2 separate regions of the Sus scrofa genome follow, and region 1 is linked to region 2. Evidence: chromatin contacts called from public promoter capture Hi-C data. All regions are on one chromosome and are shown on one strand. The core of a region is the stretch at or near the end of the contact, and the rest is flanking DNA. Distances in the headings are between cores, read along the strand shown. Region 1 holds the start of SCAI (protein SCAI). Region 2 holds the start of RPL35 (ribosomal protein L35).

Evidence for each region. Promoter capture Hi-C pulls out the DNA fragments that hold promoters and counts their contacts.
Region 1: a contact with region 2 is called in a promoter capture Hi-C map of fetal liver, with 2.6 times the contacts expected there. The contact joins the promoter of SCAI here to the promoter of RPL35 in region 2. A contact is called at or near these places in 2 of 5 promoter capture datasets (fetal liver and fetal skeletal muscle) and 1 of 2 datasets of contacts at active chromatin or transcription factors (alveolar macrophages).

What each region holds. Positions count from the first base shown.
Region 1 is chr1:265,863,625-265,868,554 of Sscrofa11.1, forward strand. It overlaps SCAI (protein SCAI), which reads right to left and starts at 3,475. Exons shown (of 18, transcript XM_021068616.1): 1 at 3,312-3,475; 2 at 2,549-2,593. The coding sequence starts at 3,364.
Region 2 is chr1:265,638,586-265,643,731 of Sscrofa11.1, forward strand. It overlaps RPL35 (ribosomal protein L35), which reads right to left and starts at 3,693. Exons shown (of 4, transcript NM_214326.2): 1 at 3,667-3,693; 2 at 3,064-3,200; 3 at 1,873-1,954. The coding sequence starts at 3,669.

The DNA.
Region 1 (4,930 bases), core at 2,225-4,724, 220 kb after region 2:
TTTGCTTTTGTTCTAGGAACCTGAAAGCCAAATAGGAAACCTACCTTTAGTAACTATGCAGTACTTTCTAGTCTATATAACTTCACCGCTGAAGTTTTAAAGAGGTAGGAAATAAAAGGTATTTAGTAAGGGCTTTTTAATCTAAAATTTATCATATACTTTCTATGTGCCAGCACACTATACTAAGCACTTTATGACCCGATAAGGGTTGAACTATTACTATTTCCATTATACAGATGAAGGAACTTGCGCTCAGAGAGGTTTATTAACTTGTACACAATTTCATAACTTGTATTTGACAGACATAGGACTCAAATTCTGCCCAAACCATTATACTCAGGTGTAACGTAGAGAAGAGGAAGGTGAAGGAGAGAGGAGAAAGTCCACATGGGGAGTTCCCGTCATGGCGCAGCGGAAACAAATCCGACTAGGAACCATGAGGTTGTGGGTTCGATCCCTGGCCTCGATCAGTGGGTTAAGGATCTGGCATTGCTGTGAGCTGTGGTGTAGGCCAGTGGCTACAGCTCCAATTAGACCTCTAGCCTGGGAACCTCTATATGCCACAAGTGCAGCCCTAAAGACAAGAAAAGAAAAAGAAAGAAAGTCCACATGGAAGATGCGATGTTTGAGGGAAGTCAAAGTGAGAAGCTTGCCAAGGAGCAAGGAGAAAGCATTTCAGAGAGAAAGTGAAATCATGTGCAAGGACCTAAAGCAAAGAGAGAACACAGGTTCCAGGAACAGCAAACACAACACGGAGTTACATGCAGCCATTAATTCATTGTGAAGGGGCCACAAGAAAATTAATTCATTTAATACTAGACGTTTAGTCGATCCATTATTGAGAATCTCCATGGCCACAATACTAACCTGTGGCTGGAGAGATAGGAAGAAGTGAAATACAGGCAATCTCTTTTTATGATTACGCTAAAAACTCTAAATTATATTCAATCAACAATGGGGAACCACAAAAGGATCTTAAGCTTGAGAATTATAAGATCAGCTTGCACAGCATGGTCAAGCAATGATCTATTCAAGGTGGGGAAACTCAGTCAGGGGGCTACTCCAAAAGACTCCCAAGGTGGGTAATGACAGTTAAACAAGGGCTGTCAAAAAGAAATACAATGCCAGCCATACATGTCATTTTTGATTTTCTAGTTGCTATGTTAGAAAAAGCAAAAAGCAAAAAGTAAAAATAATGAGTGGTACTTTTATTCAAATATATCTTAAGCTTTAATATTCATGATGCAATTAATATAAAAAGTAGTAAGCAGAAATTTGACATGCATTTTTTTGTACTACTCTGAAATCTGGCGTGTTTTTTAATACCTTGGGCACGCCTCACTTTGGACATTAAATTTTCAGTGAAAAAATCGGAACCGTATTTAGATTTCATAATTTGGAGACGGAAAAGCAGATCCACGTATCCAAGTTGTTCCAGACACCTTAAACATTTCCCAGGATCAGTTTTTAAACTTAAATTAATTACGACTGATAATATTAAAAATTCAGTTCTTGGGTCATGCGAGCCACATTTTGGAGCATTTGACAACCATATACTGCTACCATACCGGGCAGTGCAGGCCTGAAGGGTGACAAAGGAACTGTGGCTCTTGACGACTTCCACTATCAGCATTGCCTATCTACCTACTTTTTTCTGCATATAAAGGTCAATAACTCAGCAAATATTAACTATTACAGTGGTCCTACCGGTCACATCCTCACTACTACAACTTATTTTCTCGAGGCCAATGCCCACATCCGTGAGAAAGGAATCTTTGAATGACCACACAGAACTGCTATGTACTACCTGACACGTGTGCTCAGTACTGTTTGTGGAACGGGATGTAGGCTCTTCTCTACTCACGAACAGTGCACTTGCTGCAGACTGCTTAAGCCCTTTGCTTCTATTTTCCGATGGTTTGATTATTTATTAGACTCTATGTAGAATGGGGGCAAAAAGCAATAAAGACAACCTATTTTCAATTGTATATTTATTAGGAGTATTATAGGATAATGGTTGAGAGCTTCAGTTCTGGAGTCAGGCTACCAAGATTCAAATCCTGGTTCTATCTTCATGAGATGTGTGTGTGTGATCTTGGGTAAATGCTTGACCTCTCTTGTGCCTCAGTTCTCTCTTCTGTAAAAAACAGTGACAATTGTACATACTTCCTTGAGGGGGTGCTTCGAGGATTACAGAATACAAATAAGCACCCACACTTCGTACCTGGCACATAGCAGATGTTTAATAAACATGAGCTTTTTAATGAAAGCTGGTGGAGAAGCTGAAGTCATGGCTAAAGGGAAAAAAACACGAGGTCTTCTCAATTACCTACATCTCTTCCCCACATAGTCTTGGATACCAAAAAAAGTGTACAGGTAGTACTTTGAAGTCCTCAAAAGAGAGAGCTTGCAGAGAGTTATATTCATTAAGAAAGGAGCTAAATAAAAAACTTCATCTACTGACAGTGTATAATTATGCAGTATAGCATAGGTGCAGCGAAGCAAATGGAAAAACACAGAGCAAAATTAGGAAGGTATTTTGCCTTACCTGCTTTTCCGTTTTCGAGGTGGTTTCTCCACTGTGCCAGTCAGTCTACAGACCAAACAGAGAAGATGGTAACTAAAAGTAACATACCAGGACACATCTGCGGGCCCTACTGTGCCAGTCAAGAACTCAATGCACCACCCTCCAGAACTACAGGCTCGCTAAACCCATACCTGACTTGACAAATGCCTTATGCTCCGCTTCCCCTATTTACCGAGACCAAGCAATCCTGGGATACACTGTTCCCCTAACGTCTGTTTAGCCCAAACCCTGCTTTGCCTCCTGGTCTCTCACTCCATCCTCAGATCCTATTCGTCACAGCCCAGCTCCCCAAAACCATCCACCACCACCCACTCATTGTCTGCCTCATCACCCCCGCAAGCCCCTCGGGCTTCCCCTTTCCCGTGCCCACCCGCTCTCGACCATGCACTGCCCCTCCGAGCCCCGCCCCTCCAGGCCCCGCGCACCCCGCATTCCATGGCCCCTCCGCCGGCTGCGCGCGCCCTGCCCCTCCCGGCCCAGCGCCCCCAGTCTCACCCCTCGGCGCCCCTTCCCTTACACGCCCCTCTCATCCGGCCTAGAAGATGCGATCGCCGCCCAGTCGTTCCGCCGCCCCGAAGCTTCTCCCGAATTCCCCGCAGCCTGAACCCCCCGCCCCTCCAGTCTCGGCGCCCCGAACGCTTCACGGCGCGAGCTGCTGCCCCTGGGCCCGCTCCCGCGCCCCCACCGCATCCCCAACCCCGACCTCCTCCCAGCCCCGCCCCACCTAGGGGCCAGGCGACTCCGCGGCTGCTGGGGCTGCCGGGCTCCTCTGACCATCCGGCTCCTGCTCCGCCGCGGGAGCTGCTCCGGCGGCCGCAGGGCTCGCTCGGGTAGCTGAGGCGGCGGAGGCTGGAGTAGGCGGAGAGGCGGGAGGAGGGCCTCGCGCCTCTGCCAGGCTTGCGGCGGGGCCCGCCTCCTCCGCGCCTCTCCTCGGCTCCCACTGGCTAGAGCCGTAGTGTGGCCGAGAGCCTGGCGGCCGATTGGACGCTCGGGCTGTCACATCCCACCGCCTAGAGTTTGGTTGAGACTGCAGGTGGCGGCGGAGGTGCCTTAGAGACTGCTAGCAGGGCCGGGGAGACCTAAGCGCCACCGTGCGGCCTAAAGTAGAAACTGCATCTCCGGCGCCCAGACACCTGCGGGCAGGTTTTCCTGGCTCAGAGTCCTGCATCCCACACACCTGCTGGCACCCCCTCCACTGCAACCAGGCCAGGACCAACAGCCAAGCGCTGCAATTTCCCAAACGCCTCTGGCAGGTGTGACAATGAGGTGAGTCTCCAAAATGAGCTTCATTTTGAACCATCTCGTATCCAGTTCCTGACTACATCATGGTGAAATGGTCAGAGCTCAGATACCATACCCTTCCTAGAGGATCCAGAAAGAAAACTTAAAAATCTATCAAAATGAAGCGTGGGTTAAATGCTCAATTCTCTGTATAAGAGATAACAAGCATGGGTGCAGGCGTCCAAAAAAGCAAGAGATTTTTTTTTTAATTACCAAGAAAGGAAAATCAACCCTTCAAACAGAATTGATGCAGTTAGCAATAACAATGTGTACCGTTTTCAGAGGCCGAAATAGAATGTGTTGCTAACTGTCCAATGATACTGCAGATTGTGACTTCTACTCCAGCTAATCAATTTTTTAAAATTCCCTTGCATTTTTAGTGTTGACAGACCTAAGCCTGCAAGACTACCAGCACATAAACATAATACATCAGTTAGCTTTTTTCTACTTTAACAAGGCCACCCTTGAAAATAAGACATAACTGATTAACATATGTACAAAATTCTTCCTCTAAAGTGGAATCTCCTTCAGCCTTTCTGCATTCCCCTGGGATTTTTGTTCTGTAGATCTTTGGTATCTTTTTGGAGCTGGAAGGAGGCATAAAACTTTCTTTTAAGCTCATGTTTTATTAGAACACACTTTTACACGTCAAAAATGTGACGTCTTCGAGTTGTACACACCAAAAAGTTGGGGACAAGTCTCTTACTGATCTTCACAAATGGCAAAAATGAGACTGCTTTTCATAAAGCCAAATTTATTTGGTATAAAGGGATGTCCTCTGCGATGGCTCTTTTTACATCTTTTGATGTTAAAACTGACCTTCCTTCTATGAAATAGTAAACTATAATAGGACTTCTAAAATGGCTTTGACGGGGGAAAAAAAAGGTTGAACATCTGTTGGCTCCCCAATATTTTACATAATCCTAAAATTACAGAACCACAAATAGCCTCAATCCCAACCAACAATATCCACCCTTATTATCACCAAGCTAGAAAAGGGAAAGAACCCCCAAATAGTTTGTCAAAGAAGACTGGGGGAGGTGGGGTAGGAAGAGTGCTGGT
Region 2 (5,146 bases), core at 2,443-4,942:
GCAAAGGAGGGGCGGGCTTCGAGAAGAGACCCAGAAGCGTGGAAGTCTGTCTGCGCACACTCCTCCTATCAGCTGGCCCAGGCCAGGGCCTAATTTACTCAACACCTCAGCTGAAGCAGAGGCAGACCCCTACCTCCCTAAGCCCCACCTGGCTGTCGAGGGTAACTCACTGGATGGTCACCAAGGCCACCCTCCACATCATCCCCCCCACCCCTGAGAGCCTGATGACAGTTTCAGGACCCAATTCTCGGAAAAACACATCCAGAGGTGGCAGCACTCTTCCAAGAAACTAGTATTTCCTGGGATGGGCCAGCCCAGGCAACCTTTTTTTTGGCTGTTTAGGGCCGAACCCATGGCATATGGAGGTTCCCAGCCTACAGGTCAAAGCTGTAGCTGCCAGCCTATACCACAACCCTGGCAAAACCAGATCCTTAACCCACTGAGTGAGGCCAGGGATCAAACCCACTTCCTCAAGGATACTATTTGGGTTCATAAGCCACTGAGCCACAACAGAAATTCCCTCAAAGGTTTCTTTCTTTTTTTGTCTTTTTGCCATTTTTGGGGCCGCTCCCGCGGCATATGGAGGTTCCCAGGCTAGGGGTCTGAGCAGAGCTGTAGCTGCCAGCCTACACCAGAGCCACAGCAATGTGGGATCTGAGCCGCGTCTGCAACCTACACCACAGCTCACGGCAACGCCGGATCGTTAACCCACTGAGCAAGGGCAGGGATGGAACCTGCAACCTCATGGTTCCTAGTCGGATTCGTTAACCACTGCGCCACGACGGGAACTCCTCAAAGGTTTATTTCTGATCATCTTTTCACTAGAGAGAATCCACCAAGTTCTTTTTTTTTCCCCCTGGGGAACTCCAGGCACACCTCTTTTGATAGACCAAATGCTCTAGTCTTCCAAATGCTCATTTGGGTACTGATGTGAAGCCATTCTTCAAATGTAATCAGAAAAAATCCCACTGAAGACAGCAGCTTCAACCAAATGTTGAGCTCCAGCCTGCCTTTGATATTCTTGTCCTGACAGCAGCCCCCACAATCACACAAGCCAACTCCTTACAGTAAGTCAAACGTATGCATACACATCATGGAAACTCTCCTACTGGTCCCATGTCACTCCTTGAACTCTAATGATACTAGTTTTAAGGACAAGACCAGAAATGGTTGTGGAAATCCTAGGCTGAGCAACACTCAACCCACCCCTCCCTAAGACACTGTTTGGAACCTAGGCCCCATCAATCAACTTATTGTAGTTGACGCTGGGAAATTTAACCTAAGCCTTGAAGTCCCCATTTAAAAAATAATACCAGATGCTGGACAGTGAATGACACTGGGCTAGCAATACAATTAAAACATTTAAACAGTTAATTCTCAAACTCCTTAAACTCATCACACTGGTGAGATTTTATTCAAAACCCCAAGTTTCTGGGAGTTCCCATTGTGGCCCAGCAGACGTGAATCTAGTATCCATGAGCATACGGGCTCAATCCTTGGCCTTACTCAGTGGGTTGGGGATCTGGCGTTGCCATGAGCTGTGGCACAGGCCGGCAGCTGTAGCTCCGATTCCACCTCTAGCCTGGGAACTTCCGTATGCCACAAGTATGGCCCTAAAAAACAAATCGCCCACCACCCCCAAGTTTCTAGCAAGACTCCCACATCTTTGAGTACCTGACAACTGCAGCCCCAAGGAAATGCAGTCTGCTTGCCATATACTAGTCAGAAGGCATACCAAAAAAGCTGAGAAGGCTCTGGAAAGCCCCGTTCTGAGCACCTGTGTAGAGAAGCTTACCAAACTGCTCCGCTGGCCAAAGAAGAGCTGGAATTTTGCTCCTTGTAGCCAAGCACCACCCTCCCTTCCCTACTAACCTTATAGAATTTCCTGAGGTTCTCTTTCTGGGTCTGGTTGATGACGGTGAGAACGCGGGCAATGGATTTGCGAACAACTCGGCTACAAAACAGAGACATCAGTGAAGATGGGGAAGGCACACAGCACTCCCCACCAGCTCCCCCATTTTCATCCATCTCAGGAGGAAGGTGTTCTGGAGGCTAAAGAGACAATACATGGGCATCCCAGGTGTGGGGACAGGGGAATGGCTGACATATCTAGTGCTTTTGCAGAATTGTGAAGTGTTCATTGAGGAGGCTTAATGAGAAGAGGTGGAGGGCAGATCAGGAAAGACATTCCACCCCAGGTCATACATCCTGAAATCTATAAAGAAGACCTAATCAATGTTGATTTGAATGAGCTGACTGGAGGGACTCATGCCACAAGCTGGGCAACCAAGTTCAGTTCAGGGGGTCATAGGAGGAGCCACTTGGGAGGGAAAATGAGACATCTGAGAAACAGAAATGCTAGGGATGGGGTGGATGAGTGGGGAGGCTGAAATGAGGAACAGGCTGGATAAGCGAATTTTTAATCATGTTGAATATGAGGCATGTAGCAGGATGAGGGCCACTCAGTTAACGGTAAACCGCTCTTGAGGATCCACAGAAGTTGCTTGCACACTAACATAAGAAAATTACTGGGGACCCATTTTATAGAAAGGGAAAAAACCCTTAGTGATCAGGCAACCTGTCCAGAAGGTTAGATGTGGCAGAAGCAGAATTTTTATGCCCAAGTTGACTAACTCCAAACCCATGTTCCTTTCACGAGGCTTGGTTTTTGCTCCACATACAGCAGCTACACTACAACTCAAGTAAGAGGTGCAACCAAGTGAGGAGAGATAAGACAAAAATCAAGTGCTGGTAGGAGGTAGGAGAATGGGCTCCAGTTAGATATTCGGAGGCAGCATTAAAACAGGTCTTCAGGGACAGCCAGTTCTTTCCCCAGCCAGACAGGCCCAAGGAGGTGTCAGGCAAAAGGACCACAGGGTCAAATGCAGGTAAAGGCAGCGGGTCTCCAGGCGCCTCGGCCTGAGCAAGGGGAGCCGGGAGAGGATGGCTAGAAAGGGCGTGATGTTCCCACCCACAGATCCATGCAATAGGCACTTAAAACGCTCCCAATGCTTTTGTATCCCCCACACCCAGAGGGCCGTGGTCTGAACATCCGTCACTTACATCTTGGAGAGTTTGGAAGCCGCCCCGCCTGTCACTTTCGCGACGCGCAGTTGGGACAGCTCCACCTTCAGGTCCTCCAGTTGTTTCAGCAGCTCCTCCTTCTTCTTGCCCCGAAGGTCTCGAGCCTTAATCTTGGCCTGCGCGCAAGAAAGAGTAAAGTCTGGTCAAACACCTGCAGGGCCGTCTGCCCCACGGCCGCTTACCGAGGCCTCCACCTCCCGTCCTCCCCTCCTCCCGCGTCGTGATCAGCCCCTCGGGGCGCGCGCCTCGCACTGGGCCAAGGGTGCGCTGGAGGGCCTGCACGACCGCGCCTTGGGCAGGGCAACCCAGGCTCCAGCAGACGCGGTCTCGCCCAGGCCTGCTTCGAGACGGGCTGCCACCCCTATTCCGCAGAAGGAAAGACAGAGGCCCAGGCAACGAGCACCTCTCCGGGCCCAGGCCTCTGGTGGAAGGCGAGAAGCCGGCTGGGGCGATGCTAGGCCATTCCGCACAGCGTCCCACAGGCCAGGCTGGCAGATGAGCTCCCAGGACTCGCCTCGCGGCCCCCACCCCAGCCCCCGAGCCCCACAACGCGCAGATGGCACCCGATACCCCGGCCCTCACCATGGCTGTGCAAGCTGCCGCCGCCGCCTTCTTGGAGGGAAAGAGGAAGAGGCGGGGCTGACCTCGGCAACTACTGCCGGGTAGCGGTGGGCGTGGCCAGTGGCTCCGCGGCCGGGGAGCTCCAGCTCCTCCCTGCTACTTCCAGCCCTACTGGCGCGCCGCGAGTAATGAGTGGTAAAGTTAGTCCAGCTCTGCTCCGGGGAGCCGGAGCCCCGCCCAGCAGTGCTCGCCTCTTCCTTAGATTTGGTCTAATGCCCTGAGCAACGCAGTGGGGTAAGCGAGGCCTGGGGTGAGGGGCAATTTGCCAGAGATGGCAGAGTGAAGACGGATTCATTTATTTCTTCATTCATTCATTCGGTAAATCTTTGCTGATCGCCCAGTCTGCACTACTTCCAGCTAGGAACCAGTGTTCCGGAATATAGGGGATGAAGGTTGGGGTTTTCAAAGATGAATTAACATGGCCCCCCTCCCTTGAGGGAACTTGAACTTCAAGGTGGGCGGGGAGGACCGGGGTCAGACAGGTATAATCCAACTGCATAAATATTCTAGTGGAGGCAGCCAGTGGTAAGGTCAAGAGCAGTCATGGCTTTTTTAGTGAACCTGACCCGGTTTCAAATTCTTACTCTGTTGCTTGGAGCTAGCTGAGACTCTAGGCAAATCAAATCCCTTCCCCTGAGTGTCAGTTTTCTCACCTGTGAAGTGTGGTATTTGTGAGGATCAGGAAAATGACATGTAAAACTCTAGTCCAAGACCTGATGTGTAACAATTGCTCAAAGTATTATCCATATTAATGCTCCCAGTTTAATGAACACTTGAGGGGGCCCTGAAAGCTAAAGGGAAGGGAAAGTGATCAAGCTTTCTAACTGGACAGTTTTATCGTTGCTCCAACCAGCAAATGTGTATCAGTCAGTGCTCTAGTGTCACTCTACTGCCCTTAACAAAGACTCATCCGCATGTCTTAGAGCTCTCATTAAAGCCAGGTTGCCCCCTGTTGCTGTCAGGTGTCACCTCCAGGGAGCCTCTGCTTGTGTCTGAAGCTTTCTGTGCAATCCTCTCTTTAGCTCCAAACACACTGAATTAAAATGAAAGTTATGTGTTTATCTCCACAGCCAGCCTGGAAGTTAGTTCCCCAAGGGCAGAACCATGGCGAACACCTGGTTTATTTTTTCTAGACTCCAGGCCCAGCACATGAATACTTGTTGGATGAATTGAATTAAGAAGCATTGCCTCAGACCACAATGAGGCAAGACTTCCAGGAAGTGGAGGGAACTAGGGAAGAGAGGGCAGAGGACAGTGCTGGTAAGGATTAGTTTTACATGGAAGTTGAATGGTGCACAGGAACTTGGCTGTCCTGTTTTTCTAAATGCTTATAGTTCTGTTAATGATTGTGTACATCTTTTTGGAACTTGAAGCCATCTATGACTACTGTTTGTTATATGCCACATCCAATCCATTTCCAAATTCTACAGCCTTTATCTTC